5 separate regions of the Mus musculus genome follow, and all the other regions are linked to region 1. A link is a contact called in public HiChIP or PLAC-seq and promoter capture Hi-C data. All regions are on one chromosome and are shown on one strand. Each heading gives the region's core, a stretch centred on a gene start, on an enhancer-like site or on the middle of the called end of the contact. The rest is flanking DNA. Distances are from core to core; before and after follow the strand shown.

Region 1 (2,813 bases), core at 116-2,615:
GAGATGTGAAGGCAACAACAGAAGTCACACTGCCACATGCTTCTGTTTATCTGGCACTAGGCTCAACGTGTTTATCCCTGTCACAGTAGGACCTTCTACTCATCATAAACTATAATAATAGCTTTTATAAAAGTTCTTAACTATTCAAGCAAGCCCAGTCCAGGTCCTGTAAAAAATACAGTGTCTGGGTACCTCTGAGGACTTCCTCCATCTCCCAAGTCACTGTGGCCCAGCAGTCAGTAACCCGTGCCAAGCCCCAGCCACTTTGAAAAGCACATTTTGTGGTTGAATACAGTGGATATCCGAGTTTACAAATTTAACATTCACACAATGGTGTCTCTTAGGAAGCACAGGAAGACAGACCATTTTCCGAGCTCACGAATGGTTCTACTTAAGTTACCTCAATGTCAAAACCTTCAGGACTGGAGAGGTGGCTAATGTTAGAATCTTAAATTTCATATCTGAGACTTTGGCTAGAAAACAGAATAAACTATGTTTGAAATCTTGTGATGGAGTTTTCTGAAATACATTTCCGGGTACTGTCTCTTCACTCCCTAAGACCTAGAGAGGCATCAGGCCACATAACCAATCACAGAAGGACTTTGGAGCTCGATAGCTTCCAGACTGCACCCAGGTGTTTTTATTATTATTCTGTGTTTCCTGTTGCTGTCAAAAGACCGGTGTCCAGAGGCCAGAAGGTGGGACCACAGAAATTCACAAGGCGCTTCCACGCTCAAAGGAAAAGCATCAGCCCACATGTGACAGACGAAAACCCAAGTGCTCAAACCACTATGCACCCCGAAGAGACCGACCTCCCCTGCAGGCACTGCCTCTCCCTGGCCAGTTTCCTGACTCAACCAAACTCTCCAGGGCATGACCTGGGTCAGTTTCTTCCAGCTTCCCCAGGGAGTCATGGAGTTTCGCAGGAGAGAACCTGCCTGCCAGGCTCTGGAAGCACTTGGGGCAGCTCCTCGTCCTCCTTGCTCATTGGTACGGCCACTGTCACCTTTCATTTCCCACACGCCCACTGCCGACCCCGACTCCCCTAGCCCCTCACATAGCCCAACAGTCTCCTAGGAGCCAGGTTCTCCTCCCCAGACTCCTACGCCACCCGCACTGCAACGGGACAGCACGGCCACCTGACCTCTGACCCCTGACCCCGACCGGGTCCTCCCCGTCACACCCACCTGCCCGGGACCTTGCTGTTGCTGCGCTTCCAGAACTGCTTCCTGGCCCCGTCGCTGGCCATGGCCGCTCCTCATCCCTCAGATCCGCAACCCTGACACCCGAGAGCGGTCGGCCACACCTCCAGCGGCCCTCTCCTGTGCCCCGGCGGCCCCCTCAGAGACACCAGGACTCCGAAGCGTAGAGCCGAGAGGCGCTTCCGCCTCCGTCCGGAAGTTGTGACTCGGCGATTCCGGAAGTCCCGCCTTCGTTTCGGGCAGTGCTTGACGCCATGAGAAGGCGACGCTGGGATATGTGCGTGGCTGTAGCGCAGGGAGGAAAGCGGAGTCTGCGAGCTGCGTATGTTCTGGCGGCGCTGAGAGCGCTCGGGTCGAGCGGCACGGACTGAGGTCTCTGGATCCCGGCCTCTGATCCCCGGCCATGAACTCCGGAGCCGCGTGCGTCTGGGGTCCGAGTCGGTCTTATTTGCTCGCAGCCAACCAGCAAGTACCGAGAACCAGAAGGAGCACAGGCAGATCGGGACCCTGCTGCGGGCGGACAGGCGAGCGGGAGGATGGAGAGCTTCTCCCGCTGTAGTGTGGTCCAAGCCTCATCGCCAGGGCATTGACCCCGGATCAGTAAACACTGCACAGTGAGGTGAAGGAAGCGACTTCCACCGGAGCACATCTGAAGCGATGGCGGGGATCTGCCTGGGCTTCAGCTGAAAAACGAATAGGCACGGAGACACGAAGACTTCATCTTGCCGGCGCTTGCGTGCTTCCAAGACCGCAGTAAAGTGTGCTTAATTGTAAGATACATTCAAGATCCAAAAATCTTAATACGGAAATGTTAATTATAAGTTTACATTAAATGATACTTTATATATATTGGGTTCTGTAGAATATATTGTTATGTTTACTTTCACTTTTTGCTGTGTAGTGTAGCTACTTGAAATTACTTACGTGATTGGTGTAAAATTTCTATGATCTTAGACTCAAGGGTGAGAGGCTGGCATCTCAGGCCGGAGCTTTAGTGAAACACTGGTAATGCCAACTTGTGGCCTTTACTACTGAGAAACATATTCACGACAGCTGTCTCGTGCACTTTTTCTGCTTTTGATATGGTCTTCCTGTTTAACCCAGGCCCTGACTATATTCTCAAGACCCAGACTTCTAGACATATTGAAAGTGGTGTTGGGTTAGCACATGGTGGATGCAAGAAATCACACTAAAGAACCTTATATAGCTTAGCCCAGTTGTATGCCAGACTTATCCTCAGTACTCAGAGCAGGGTCAATGGCCTAGAGCCCTGTATCTCAACTTTGTTCCCATTCTTTAAGAGTAAAGCCTTCTGCAGCTCCTTTTAGACTGCAGCAGCTACCTGACTCCACTTTGACTCTGCAGAAAGGGGTGGCACCTGTTCCTCTTCATTTCCTGCACAGCCGGAGCCTTAGGAACTGAAATAGTACATCCCAAATGTTTGCTGTCTGGATGACAATACCGGGCTCTCTAGGAATCCCTTTTGACACAAGCATAGAAACTTCAGGAAATACCAGGGACAATGTCAACAGGTCCTAGGTGACCCCTTCAGGCACAACTTATGGAACATAGCCTTGGCTTCTCCTTGGAATCCTACTTCTAATAATCCTT
Region 2 (2,813 bases), core at 124-2,623, 400 kb after region 1:
AAGAGAGAAAGAGAGAGAGAAAGAAAGAAAGAAAGAAAGAAAGAAAGAAAGAAGAAAAGAAAAGAAAGCCCACACCGTTAAAGGCAGGCTATGTCCCTATGAGTTGCTAGCTAAGAAAACCCTTTAAGTCCCAGAAACTAGAAAGGCAATTTCCACTATTGTTGTCTGCATGCCAAAATTAAATGAAAATACTTATATATTGCAGGATATGGAGAAGTCAGGCTAAAACTGCTGAGGGAGTCCAGGCTGCTGAGGGAGAATTATTGCCAAGGATCCTACTTAGTTATGGATTCTATTATGTCACTGTGCCAGGCAAAGTATGTCTCCTGGTGCAATAGTGGTAAGCCAGTACTGATGTTGACAACACTTTCTGGTTGGATTTGAGGCTTCACAGGAGGGAACCTATGTTTGGCCTTATAAACCTGTGCAAAAACTTGTGGCTGGTGGTCATAGGCTCCAGTGGGGACAGTACTGTAATTGTTTTGTTAAATGAACAGACATTCCTTCTAAATACTTGTATTTCTTACCCATAGATTACTGCTGCTATCTGCCTCAGGTGTGGAGGAAATTTCATCTTGACAAACTGTGGTAGTTACTGAGGAGACTCAAAACCAGTTAAATAACTGTGAACCAATGCCTACCCCCATGGCATAGTGGTCCAATGCCCAGCCAGAATGTAAGAAAAGAATTAGATTTCTATGTAACTCCTTCCAAGGTTCAGGGAACATTAGCCAGGAGGGGTAAATAAGAGTCACAAGAAGAAGTTAAGTGTTATATAGGCTTTTCTTGTAGATGGAAACATTCCCTCCTGGAGGCAGATCAGGACGTACAAGAATCAGAAAGCTCACTAAACTTAACTAAGTTAAGAATATCCATAAAGCCCCTTTCCCAAAACCGTGAGCAACTGCTGCAGGAGATAGGTGGAACTACTTCCAAATCGTGCAAAGTCCCAGAGACAGCTCGTAGGCCATCACTCCCACTGGGTAGACTTTTCAACGTTGCAGTTGCCTGAGTCCCTTCTCCCAGAAAATAACCCCAGTACATTCATTGGTGCACCAGGCAAGATTTAGGTAGAATATGTTTTTTTTTTCTGAAGCCCAGAGAGCTCTCCAGCCGCGACCCACAATCACTATAAGCTAGCAGCGGAAACGGAAGCGACAGTAAAGCTCTACCCCGGCAAGGACGCTCTTTTGGCTTTTCTTGCTTAAGGAGGCTGGGACAGAGTGGAGTTGCTTAGGCGCCATGAGGCAAACCGGGGGAAACCGGTAGTGTGGCGGAGCTTCAGCGGGTGATGAGATTGGGCTGCACAAATGCCATGGATCGAGGGCGGAGCCTCAGAGGAGCTAGGGCGGAGCCGCGCAGGCGCAGTGAGGCGGAACTAGTACTGTGGGCGGGCCACGCAGGCGCTCTGGGGGTCCCGGAGGGGAGGTGGTGAGTTTGCGGGGCAGTGTGCTGCAGGAACGCGCGTGGCTAGCTGGAAATGTCCCCTCTGTGTTCCGGCTCGCTGGATCTGTCCTCGGTGCCTCTGGAAGCCGAGGGGTGGGGGTGGGGGAGGCGTTAGACACCCAGCACGGGGAGGGCTGTGCGCGGGTGGCTCGGACCGTGGTGTATATGGTCGCCAGGCGGAGCCCTGTTGACCTGGGGAGACTCAGAGCGGGAGGAGGAGGCTCTGGCGGAGTCCCACTATCCTGGGACTGTCTCCTGACTGTCACCTGCTGCAAGGGCAGCGCGCCCAGCAGCCTCGGCGAGGGCCTGTGACGTGCGAATTAAGATACCACTAGCTAGGTTCGCGCACACCCAAAATAGAATTTCCGTTTTAGACGTCAGTCGGGACATCTGTCAGTTTCCAAGGCGCACATATGCTCCTTTCTGGCTCCAAAGCTCGGTTCTGTAGGACGCAAAGGGTTAGAGGCGGGCGCGCAGCTGGGGCTGGAGCTGGGGATGGGAACTTTGAAAGGCTAGTAGGAATTCCGATACAGCTCGATACAAATCCAAGAATCGCGTTTTCTCGAACTCATCAGACAGCTGCTGTTGCCATCAGACCACTGACCCAGCAATTTACGGAGAGGCGGGGCCTCCAAGGCCTTGAATATAGAAGTGCCATCAAACAGTTAAGAATGCAGCCTTATCAAGTGGACTAGGATACACCTCCCCACCCCAACCTCCTGGTGAGCCAATAGAAACACCCACCGTGGGCTTTTTTCCAGCATGCCCTGGGTGCTGATGGGTAAGACGAAGGACAGAACTGAAGTCTTTATAACTTTCCTGTAAACTGACCTGGGAAAGGCTGTGATTGCTGTATAAATTCATCTGCCTGGATCTTTCAAGGGGACCAAAGTTTCAGACTAACTTTGGTAGGGCAGGAAAGTATGCTCTATGGCAAGAGCAGATTCTTGCGTCCAGTGAAGGGAGGCGGCAGGAGGCACGTGAATCTGTCCTTAAATAGTATCAGAGAGGCCAGTACACCTAAGCACAAGTAAATGCGTAGCCAGTGTAGCAGAAGAACAGGAAAGGCAAACCCACTTCACTTACTGGGTTGATTCAGCACCAAGCAGCACAAGCCAAGCATACGTGTCCACAATGCTGCCTTTACCTTTACCACCTTACCAACAAACCCCAGTTTATAACTCAGATTGAGACCACAAGGAAGAGCAAAGAAACAGCTTTGCTGCCAAGGACCAAAATAGGCACAGAGCCACACACAGTGGAGATGTTAGATAGACCTATCAGATGGGGGGCGTTTAAAGCAAGCACAGTTAAGATGTTGAATGTGCTAGTGGAGAAGATGTATATACCATGCATATATGGATGGT
Region 3 (2,813 bases), core at 167-2,666, 350 kb after region 1:
AGGTGCTTCTTATAATGGGCATCACTGTGTTAAGCAGTCTCCTAAGGTGTCAAAGAGGATACATAACCTGATAGGGTGCAAAGGCCCAGTGCTCAGCCCTAAAAGGGAGAAAATAATTGTAAACCCACATCAACCCTCTAAGACTCAGGGGAGCAAAGTTACTTCCCACCACATCTGATGACCTGAGTTCAAGCCCTGGGACCCTCAGGTGCTTGCACACCTTGGTTACCACCCCCAAACACACACATACACATACACACACACACACACACACACACACACACAAACCAAGTCATCGTAAAGATTCCTCCTCCCCTCTTTTAGACAGGGTTTCACTGTGTAGGTTTACAAAGAGAACTAACTGTTCTGGAACTCACTCTGTCGACCAGGCTAGGCTAGCCTTGAAATAAAACTCAAGAGATCTGCCTGCCTCTGCAGTTGGGGCATTAAAGGCGTGTGCAGCCACCACGTAGCAAGTCTTGCTTTTCAAAGAATTTGCCAGCACTCAGAAGGCTTCCGAAGGTGGCTCTCGATGAATTCAAGGCCAGCCTGGACTACAGAGTGAGTTCCGGGTTACAAAGTGAGGGCTCAAAAAAACAAGCAAGAAAGGAAAAGCAAACAAAGTAAGTCAGTGGAGGAGAAAAGAATGAACCACAGGGGAATGGGTGGAGTGAGGGACTCTGCGCTCAGTGCAAGAGAAAGCTGTTGCCATTTTGATAGCACAGCAACTGTGATTAACCACAGGAGACCCTCACAAGATTAAGACCCCCACTTAAAGCCCTTCTGGAAGTGGGGGGAGGCCCCTCTTAAGATTACATAAGTGGTTTTAAAAAGTGGGTGGGGATGTTGTAGGGGCTTCTTTGGTGGTGGAGCTATGAATTGCTAATGTCCTTGTAAGTAACTTCAGTTAAATTTATTTGCTTATCAATCCAGACTTCGTTTCTTTGATCTGTTGTAGCCCTCTCTATTTTGTTTGGGGTGAAAAGGAATACACTCCAGAACAGCCTTACGAACAGAAAGGACTTACCTTCTTTTTTACTACCAGCATCCATCTTCACCTCTCTCTCCACTGGTTGGCCGAAGGCACGTCGCGGCCGTCTCCTCCTTCCACAGAGTTCGCTGCAGGAAGCAAGGGGACGGGAGAATTAGGCAAGTCAGAGGCAAGCCCCAACTTGCTCCCGGTTTCCCAGACTGTGCGCCCCGAGGCGGGGTAACGGATTTCCGGCTCTGAGCTGCAGAGCTGGCACCGCAGCCCGTCCTCCCCGGATCTCTGCGGCTCGGGACCCGGTTCCCCACTCTCCGGGACCAGCGCTACGACCACTCCTTACCCCTCGCCTCTGACCGGGAAGGCATAAAATCCAGCTGGGTCTCCGGCACCGGTTTAAACGCGGCGCCCGGCTCCGCCGGCCGCCGATTGGCCTGTTTAAACAGGAGACGCTCTCGGTGCAGCCTGGGAAATGTAGTCAGAGTGCTGATGTACAAGACCAATGCCCAAGACTCCAAGCCACGGATTGGCTCCGCTGGGCGCAGGAAACTCCCACCGGAAGTTCCCATGACTCTCCTCCTCCGGAGACACAGAAAGGATTTAAGCGTTCCGCCTGTGGCTGTGCTAGCAAAAGGGACCGAGGCGGTGATGGTGGGGCATAGGAGATGGTCAGGCAGCTAGGAAGGAATTTGTCCCGACTCTCTCCGGTGCTTGTCCTGGTATCTCCAGTATTTCTCATGCGTCCGGGTACTCTCTGCAGCCTAAGGCCTCTCTCCTGTACTCTGGTGTGCAGGCCCTCCCTTTTCCCTCAAATGCAGAAGAGTGACAGAGCCGGTCTTAGCACTTCTTTGCTGCCAATATGTTAGATGCCTTTGGATAGCAATGAGCAGGAAACTGGCTTCAAGGTCTGTTGGTTCAAGGAAGTCCAGGGTTGGCCTGGATAGCCATCAAGAAGGCCATCAAGTCTGGATGTCGTCTCTACACATCGGCCAGGTCTGGCTCACTAGTAGGCAAGCTGGCTTCGTCGGACCCAAGGTTCCCACCGGCTGGGGATGGTGACCGGTTCTGTGTATCTGGAATTTTAAGGGCCAGGCTTTTCTGATTCACACCGGGGGCGGGAGGGGGGGGCGCAAGACCACGGTGGCAGTCACATCTGTGGTCCAAGCCTTTAGCTCCTGTGCATGAAATCCCTGCATCCCTGGGGCTATCCACTGGGCAGTAAAGTTCACCAACACTTCTCTTTGTATCATATCAGGTCATAGTAGATGTTCAGGAAAGCATACCCATAGTAACTCACTGCTATTTACATTTTCTCTTGGCTTTAAAAATATTTTTATTTTATTTTTTTTGCCGACGTGTGCGTATGTACAGGTATGCAAGTGCCTACAGAGGCCAGAAGAGAGTGTCAGGTCCCTTGAGGCTAGATTTACAGGCTCTACGTGGGCGCTAGGTACTGATCTCTGGTCATCTGGAAGAACGGCAAGTGCTCAGCCATGGAGCCATCTCTCCAGACGCATACACATTTCCCTTTAAGATCAGTCGCCTGTCCCTGGCAGATGCATGCCTTCTTTCATGAAAGCCTACACATACCAGCTTTTACAGACAAGGCATTCAATGGAAGCCATTGAATACCAGAGATCACAGCACAAAGTGGTTCAATAGCAAGGGCAAGTGCCAAGGGCTATGGGGCAAAGAGAAGGCACTGTCACCAGCCCACAGGCAGGGTGGAAGGCTTTCTGAAAGAGACAGAGAGCAAGACTCCGCTTCTGGCTGAATCATGTATTATTTGGAATCATATACATAATGAGGACTAATGAGGAGGTTCCCC
Region 4 (2,813 bases), core at 214-2,713, 340 kb after region 1:
GTCCATCAATTTCTTTCATGAAAAAAATCCAAGGAAGGGTAAAAGTTAGATGTAGCAGCCTGAGGGGAGAGAGCCTTTGTTTTGGCTAGGTTCCCACTGTTATGATAAACACCACGATCAACAGCATCTTGGAGAGGAAAGGATTTATTTGGCCCTAAAGGTCACAGTCTACCATCAGGGGAAGCTGGGGCAGGAACTCAGGTCAGGAACCTGAAGGCAGAATTGAATCATAGGTTATAAAAGAATACTGCTTATGGGCTTGTTTCTTTGGCCTGCTCAGCCTGTTTTCTTATAAAACCTAGGACCACCTGCCCAGAGATAGCATTACTCCTAATGGAACGAGGCTTCCTACACCAATTATTAAGAGAAGGCCCCACTGACTAGCCTACAGGCCAGGGTGATGACAGTTTCTCAGCTGAGGTTCCCTCCTACCAGAGGACCCTAACATGTCACATAGTTTTAATGTGACATAAAAACTAGGCAGCAGTTGATCTCCCTTTAGTAGTAAAAGATAAATCTGTAAGAATGATGCCAACCTTTGCCACTTCCCAAAGCATCTAGTTACACAGTTCTCATTGGAAACCTTCAAAGACTCACACTGCCTACTCAACATTACCCCAAATTCCTTAATACCGTCAGCTTCACTAACCCCACTATATCCTATTCTGGCCGGCACTCTCTCCTCTGCCTCCTGCCTGTGTTACTGCAGCCAGTTCTTTGTAGAGAAATGCTTCCCTCTTCCTTTCTCACCATAGTACACACCTGTATCCTGTGGCTCTTTTACTCTGTCATAACAGCTGTGATTATAAAAGAATCGCTCCTGCTTTCCGATATATCTCACATTGTATAGCTAACCCTTTCAATACATACTGTGCCATTTAATCATTCCAGTCATCCCATATTACGGGTCATCCCATTTTTACTGGGGGGTGCTTAGTTAACTTGCCCAAGCCCAGGCTCCTGGCCCCGCGCCTCTGCACCCCGCGTGCCCCGGGGAAGATGATCCACGGCTGAGGGGGACTCCATTAAAAGCCGCCAAGGTGAATGCGGAGAGGTTGACACAAGGTGGGGCCACACAGCAGGAGGAATGTACACCGGTCGTTGGAATCAGATCCGAACCCTAAGGACCCATGAGGCTACATCTACAAGTCAGGAAGAACTGGTAGCTGTTCGGAGTGAAGTTTGTCATCCAACGAAGGAGAACACTGGAGTGATTTTGTCATTAGAGTTGGCGGTGTCCTCGCCTGGAGGCCCGCGGAGTCTGCAAAAGGCCAGGCCTCAGACCTGGAGGAGCCCAAGCTCCTGTCCCCAGTGAGGAACCCTGGCCTCACCTCTCCGCCGCAACAGCAGCGCCGCCACCGCGCTGTCCACACCGCCAGACAGGGCGCACACGACGTGCCGCAGCGCCGACATCAGGCTACACCGCGAGCTTTCTGGCTGCGTCCAAGCTACGCCGGAAGTCCCAGCCTCCGGGGGACGGGGGGGACGGGGGGGGGGGGCGTCCTCACTCTTCACCCGGCGGGAAACGTGCTCCGCTCACCCAGTGTTCTGCAGGCTTTTGGGTTCCGCGCGGCGGATCGGCCGAGGAGCACTAGGTGGCAGCATGTCCCAGATAGGCCAGCGATGAGTTGGTCGGGTCCGGCTTCTTAGCCACCACTCGCTGCCCTTGCGACGTTTTCTTCTGTGCTCAGCTGGCGCTCCTGGGTCAGCTGCACCAGGAACAGCCTCCGCTCGGGCTTGAGGTCTCAAAGGCGTTCCTGGGCACACACAAGGTCGAGATGCTGTGTCGGCCGCTGGCTCCTCCTGTTTACCCGCTGGAGGGACAGGGCTGTCAACACGTTCTCATTGGATTCTAGATGCTTGCGGGCCTGGCGGGTGCAGAGCCAGTGGAGGACAAAGCATAGTGGACCGTTGCTCAGTAAGGCTTTGCTAGCAGCTCAGTCAACGGGTTGGAGTAGGGGATGGGAGCGTAGTTAACCAGACCCAGACAGTAGCTGGGAAGGATGGGCCACGGAAGACTGGGAGAGTTTGGAGTCGCACCTGTTCATCCTGGTGCCTGTGATTTAAGAGTGTTTGTTTCGTGGGCCATTCTTGGAGGACGAACGAGCACTCTGCGGGGATCAGCTCTAACGAGTGGATGCTTTGGGGACCTCAGGCTGGAGCTGTGGCTCTTCCTGAATTGATTGTGGGGGGCCTCGCACATGACAGATGTTGAGTGGCTGCTGGAAGAAAATAGATACGAGTCCTGGGACAGAAAGAGAGAGAGAGAGAGAGAGAGAAGAGAGAGAGAGAGAGAGAGAGAGAGAGAGAGAGAGAGAGAGAGAGAGAGAGACAAAAGGGCAGGGGGTCATGTCTGTGGAGTGTTCTAGCCTTGAGGACCAGGACCTCCCTTCTTGGGTATGGGCATTTAGTATAGCAAATCTCACTTTTCCTACCAGAACCTATGATAGGGCCAACCACAAAGTAGCAGAAACCAGACAAACCTATGTTAGAATTTTTGTCTACTTGACACAAGCTAGGGGTGGGGGGACATCAATTGAGAAAATGCTTCCATTAGATTGGCCCTTAGACAAGTCTGTGAGATTTGTTGATTGATGTGAGAGCCACACCAGTGCAGGTGATCTTGGGTTGTAAAAGAAGGCAAACTAATCAAGCCATGCGGAGCAAGCCAGTAAGCAGTGTTCCTCCATGGCCTCTGCTTCAGTTCCTGTCAAAATTCCGTCTCTAACTTTCCTTCAGGTTGGTCTGTGATTCGGATGTGCAAACCACATAAATAAACCCTTTCCTCCCTGCGCTGCTGTTGGCCAGTATTT
Region 5 (2,813 bases), core at 102-2,601, 310 kb after region 1:
GAGCTGGAGTTTCCCAGCCAGCTCAGAGACCTTCCTGGGTGATCAGACCCCTCAGGAAAAAAGAGCAGACCCTGCTACCTCCTAGGCATGGCTTCCTGGGCCATCCTAGACCCAGTCCTCTTGATGAACCTGGTGGCTTTCCTGTAGGGTCACAGTAGCACAGGGTTGGATCCGATGAACCAGGACCAAACCTCCTTGCCACCCTCCAAGGCCAGATATTATTCCTCCCAGAGCGGGCATGGATATGGGATTCATCTCCCAGGCGTGGACATGGGAGGCCCGTTCGAAGGCTCAGCAAGCTGAGACTCATTTTGGGGTCCTGTAGGTGTGCCTTCTCAAGGTCTGGATAGAGAAAAGTAGTCAACAGCTTCGAGCCACTCCCTGCTGCTAAGCACGGCATGCAGCTCACTGAGAGGCCAAGGCTCACTTCTGACTCGGCCCCTGCTGGCATGAGAGCTTTCCAGGCACCAGGGGGGCACAGAGCAGGCAAATGCACCCCAGGAGGACAGTGTGTGGTGGCAGGGGCTTGGCACGGTGCCCAGGTTTTCTGAGTTTTATCTAAACTCCCATTCGTATCTCCAGGTGAGGCCGTTTATCTCCCAGAAGCCTGACAGGCTGAAATGATTTAGTGTGTGTTTGTTCTGTTCTGGAAAAGCGAGTATGTTTAGTGTAGAAGCGTGTCCACACAACCCCGCCAGATCCTATGGTTGATTTCCTGCCCTTTTTCAAATGGCGGTTTTTTGTTTTGTTTGAGGTTTATTTGTTCATCATTTAAAGCAACAGCCAGCCAGCCTTCCCACCCTCCTCCTCCTCCTCCTCCAGCTGAGCCAGCCCCACTTTCCACTGCGGAAATGGCGTATGGGGATGGGGGGGGGGATCCAGCTCAGGCTTGCCCCCTCACAGCTGGCATTCTGAGATGCCAGCAGAGAGCATGCCCCAGCTGTAGCCCTGTTTCTGTCTTCAGCTTTGCAGTGTAGGTGACAAGTGTGCGTGCTCACATAGGTCCCTTGCACTGTCCGGGTGTTATCTCTGGAGAGCATGTGACCCTTGGAGGCTGACCTGGCATCAGGTGGTTCTGTCAGGGTACCCTCCAGCCTGTGCTCTGTTGCCTTTCCTCAGAGTGCGGTGACCTGGTATTTGAACATAGTCACATCTAGGATGAGGTTGAGTTTATGGCTCTCCTCCTATGTCTGTGAATCTGTGGGAGTGAGGTGGGGGGGGGGGCGGTGCTTTCCTCTGGGAAGATACAGGGTTATGGTCAAGGGCAGAACATTGGACTACAGCTGCCAGTGTGGGCCCCATGCATGGGTGTGCCAGTCAAGGGTGGACTTTGGTGAGGATGTGGCCAGCTGTGGGGTTAGATTGTGCTTGTGGCCAGGGTGACTTTTGCCTAGTTGTGGGTGGGGTCAGTTGCAGCTGTGGTTAATGGTGTGGGTAAGCTGTGGGTGTGGCCTGGGTTTTTCCAGGTGGCCAGTGTGAACAGGGCCAGGTTTTCCCCTTCCTCTCTGTCCCCTCTCATTTTCTACCCTGCCTGGCTTAACTTCCTGCTGGGAAACCTACCGTTATCTTCCAGCGGGCTAGCCTGGAAGCTCTGTCTAGGCCTTGACTCCCAAAAGGCCCATGAGCAGCTGCCCTTGGGCTACATCTTCAAGTCTCATTGTGGAACATCTCAGGCTGGGTTTATATGAATGCCTCCCTAGGCTAAACTCTGGGAGCTCAGTGTCCCTTGTCCCTTGTCCTTTTTCCCATGACCTTGTTCCTGACACTGCTGGGTCTTCTGTACACCAGCAGGCAGAGCTGGCTTCCTTGCTGACTCATTCCTCAAGGAGATGCGTGCTGTCCTTCAGCCCACGTGCCGCATTCTCATTTGTAGCACATGGCCTTTGGCCTGACACATAGCACTGTCTGGCTAAGGGCAGATGGGTAGAAGAGTCTCCTCCTTCTGTGGTCTTGGACCCGCAGAAAACATCAAGACATTGTTCCTACTGGACAGAGAGGCCCCTGGAAGAAGTGCTCCCTAGAACCCCGGCTGCACCTACTGGCTAGCATTTCTGGGAACATAGGCTGAGGTCTCAGCCCGGGAGCTTTTGGCCTGAGCAAATGCCACTCCATAGTGTTTTTAAAATAAAAACTTGAAGTAGGGCCTGGTGAGATGGCTCAACAGTTAAGAGTATTGGCTGTGTTCTTCCAGAGGTCCTGAGTTCAATTCCCAGCAACCACATGGTGGCTCATGACCCTCTATAAGAGGATCTGATGCCCTCTTCCTGGCCTGCAGGTATACATGCAGCAGAACACACATACATTAAAAACAAACAAACAAAAACAAACTGGGGCTGGAGATGGCTCAGCGGGTAAGAGCACTGACTGTTCTTGCGAAAGTCTTGCGATCAAATCCCAGCAACCAAATGGTGGCTCACAACCATCCGTAATGAGATCTGATGCCCCCTTCTGGCGTGTCTGAAGACAGCTACACTGTACTTAGATATAATAATAAATATTAAAAATCAAATATTTAAAAATTAGAACAAGCTCACAAAAATATTCTCAAAAAAAAAAAAACAAAACAAAAACAAAAACAACAACAACAAAAAAAAACTAGTGCTTTGCCCATCCCCTGTTCCTGAATTACCCGCACTCTTGGTAGTGACCCCAGGTCATGCTCAGCCATTTCTGCTGAATTAGACAGAAGAGAGGAGCTTTGCTGCCCTTTGGGGACACTAGAGACCCTGCCATTGCAGAACAGCCTGATTTGGTCGCTCTTCAGTCCTATTACGATTTGGCCTCTGCCTGAGGAGGGATCACCCCCCCACCCC

What was found. Promoter capture Hi-C pulls out the DNA fragments that hold promoters and counts their contacts. HiChIP or PLAC-seq counts read pairs in DNA pulled down with a chosen protein or histone mark. Capture Hi-C pulls out chosen DNA fragments and counts their contacts.
Region 2: a contact with region 1 is called in a promoter capture Hi-C map of adipose tissue. The contact joins the promoter of Cdpf1 here to the promoter of Tbc1d22a in region 1. A contact is called at or near these places in 1 of 39 promoter capture datasets (pre-B cells), 3 of 484 Hi-C or Micro-C datasets (CD8 T cells, Th1 cells and natural killer cells), 2 of 115 datasets of contacts at active chromatin or transcription factors (large pre-B cells and pancreatic cancer cells) and 1 of 9 other capture datasets (adipose tissue).
Region 3: an H3K4me3 HiChIP or PLAC-seq map of pro-B cells shows a contact between it and region 1, with 4 times the contacts expected there. The contact joins the promoter of Gtse1 here to the promoter of Tbc1d22a in region 1. A contact is called at or near these places in 4 of 39 promoter capture datasets (the HPC-7 cell line, cranial neural crest, embryonic stem cells and 1 more), 1 of 15 datasets of contacts at CTCF or cohesin (large pre-B cells), 6 of 484 Hi-C or Micro-C datasets (CD4 T cells, CD8 T cells, embryonic stem cells and 2 more), 12 of 115 datasets of contacts at active chromatin or transcription factors (the 230-238 cell line, the SCID.adh cell line, bone marrow-derived macrophages and 8 more) and 2 of 9 other capture datasets (adipose tissue and liver).
Region 4: a promoter capture Hi-C map of pre-B cells shows a contact between it and region 1, with 7 times the contacts expected there. The contact joins the promoter of Trmu here to the promoter of Tbc1d22a in region 1. A contact is called at or near these places in 12 of 39 promoter capture datasets (the 3T3-L1 cell line, 3T3-L1-derived adipocytes, the C10 cell line and 6 more), 4 of 15 datasets of contacts at CTCF or cohesin (the NIH/3T3 cell line, embryonic stem cells, large pre-B cells and 1 more), 18 of 484 Hi-C or Micro-C datasets (B cells, CD4 T cells, CD8 T cells and 8 more), 12 of 115 datasets of contacts at active chromatin or transcription factors (the 230-238 cell line, the SCID.adh cell line, acute myeloid leukemia and 7 more) and 3 of 9 other capture datasets (adipose tissue, embryonic stem cells and liver).
Region 5: a contact with region 1 is called in an H3K27ac HiChIP or PLAC-seq map of T-cell acute lymphoblastic leukemia, with 4 times the contacts expected there. The contact joins the enhancer-like site here to the promoter of Tbc1d22a in region 1. A contact is called at or near these places in 8 of 39 promoter capture datasets (the 3T3-L1 cell line, the C10 cell line, HPC-7-derived erythroid cells and 5 more), 4 of 15 datasets of contacts at CTCF or cohesin (the NIH/3T3 cell line, embryonic stem cells, large pre-B cells and 1 more), 30 of 484 Hi-C or Micro-C datasets (B cells, CD4 T cells, CD8 T cells and 15 more), 17 of 115 datasets of contacts at active chromatin or transcription factors (the 230-238 cell line, the SCID.adh cell line, T-cell acute lymphoblastic leukemia and 10 more) and 2 of 9 other capture datasets (embryonic stem cells and liver).

The regions. Positions count from the first base shown.
Region 1 is chr15:86,213,011-86,215,823 of GRCm38.p6, reverse strand. It overlaps Tbc1d22a (TBC1 domain family, member 22a), which reads right to left and starts at 1,365. Exons shown (of 13, transcript NM_145476.2): 1 at 1,188-1,365. The coding sequence starts at 1,249.
Region 2 is chr15:85,810,257-85,813,069 of GRCm38.p6, reverse strand. Cdpf1 (cysteine rich, DPF motif domain containing 1) reads left to right here and starts at 1,373. Exons shown (of 5, transcript NM_197998.2): 1 at 1,373-1,431; 2 at 2,022-2,168.
Region 3 is chr15:85,858,310-85,861,122 of GRCm38.p6, reverse strand. It overlaps Gtse1 (G two S phase expressed protein 1), which reads right to left and starts at 1,416. Exons shown (of 12, transcript NM_001168672.1): 1 at 1,329-1,416; 2 at 1,028-1,119. The coding sequence starts at 1,052. It overlaps Ttc38 (tetratricopeptide repeat domain 38), which reads right to left. Exons shown (of 14, transcript NM_001033337.4): 14 at 2,301-2,813.
Region 4 is chr15:85,877,977-85,880,789 of GRCm38.p6, reverse strand. Trmu (tRNA 5-methylaminomethyl-2-thiouridylate methyltransferase) reads right to left here and starts at 1,463. Exons shown (of 11, transcript NM_028063.2): 1 at 1,332-1,463. The coding sequence starts at 1,413.
Region 5 is chr15:85,907,874-85,910,686 of GRCm38.p6, reverse strand. All of the region lies in intron 24 of Celsr1 (cadherin, EGF LAG seven-pass G-type receptor 1), which reads left to right. Among named protein-coding and RNA genes, the nearest start is that of Trmu, 30 kb to the right of the region's middle. Within about 2 kb of position 1,351, at least 53 of the 459 cell types and tissues checked have an H3K27ac peak or open chromatin away from gene starts, as enhancers often do. A contact at or near this core is called in the CH12 cell line, the G1E-ER4 cell line, the MNK3 cell line and 5 more, where this site is marked.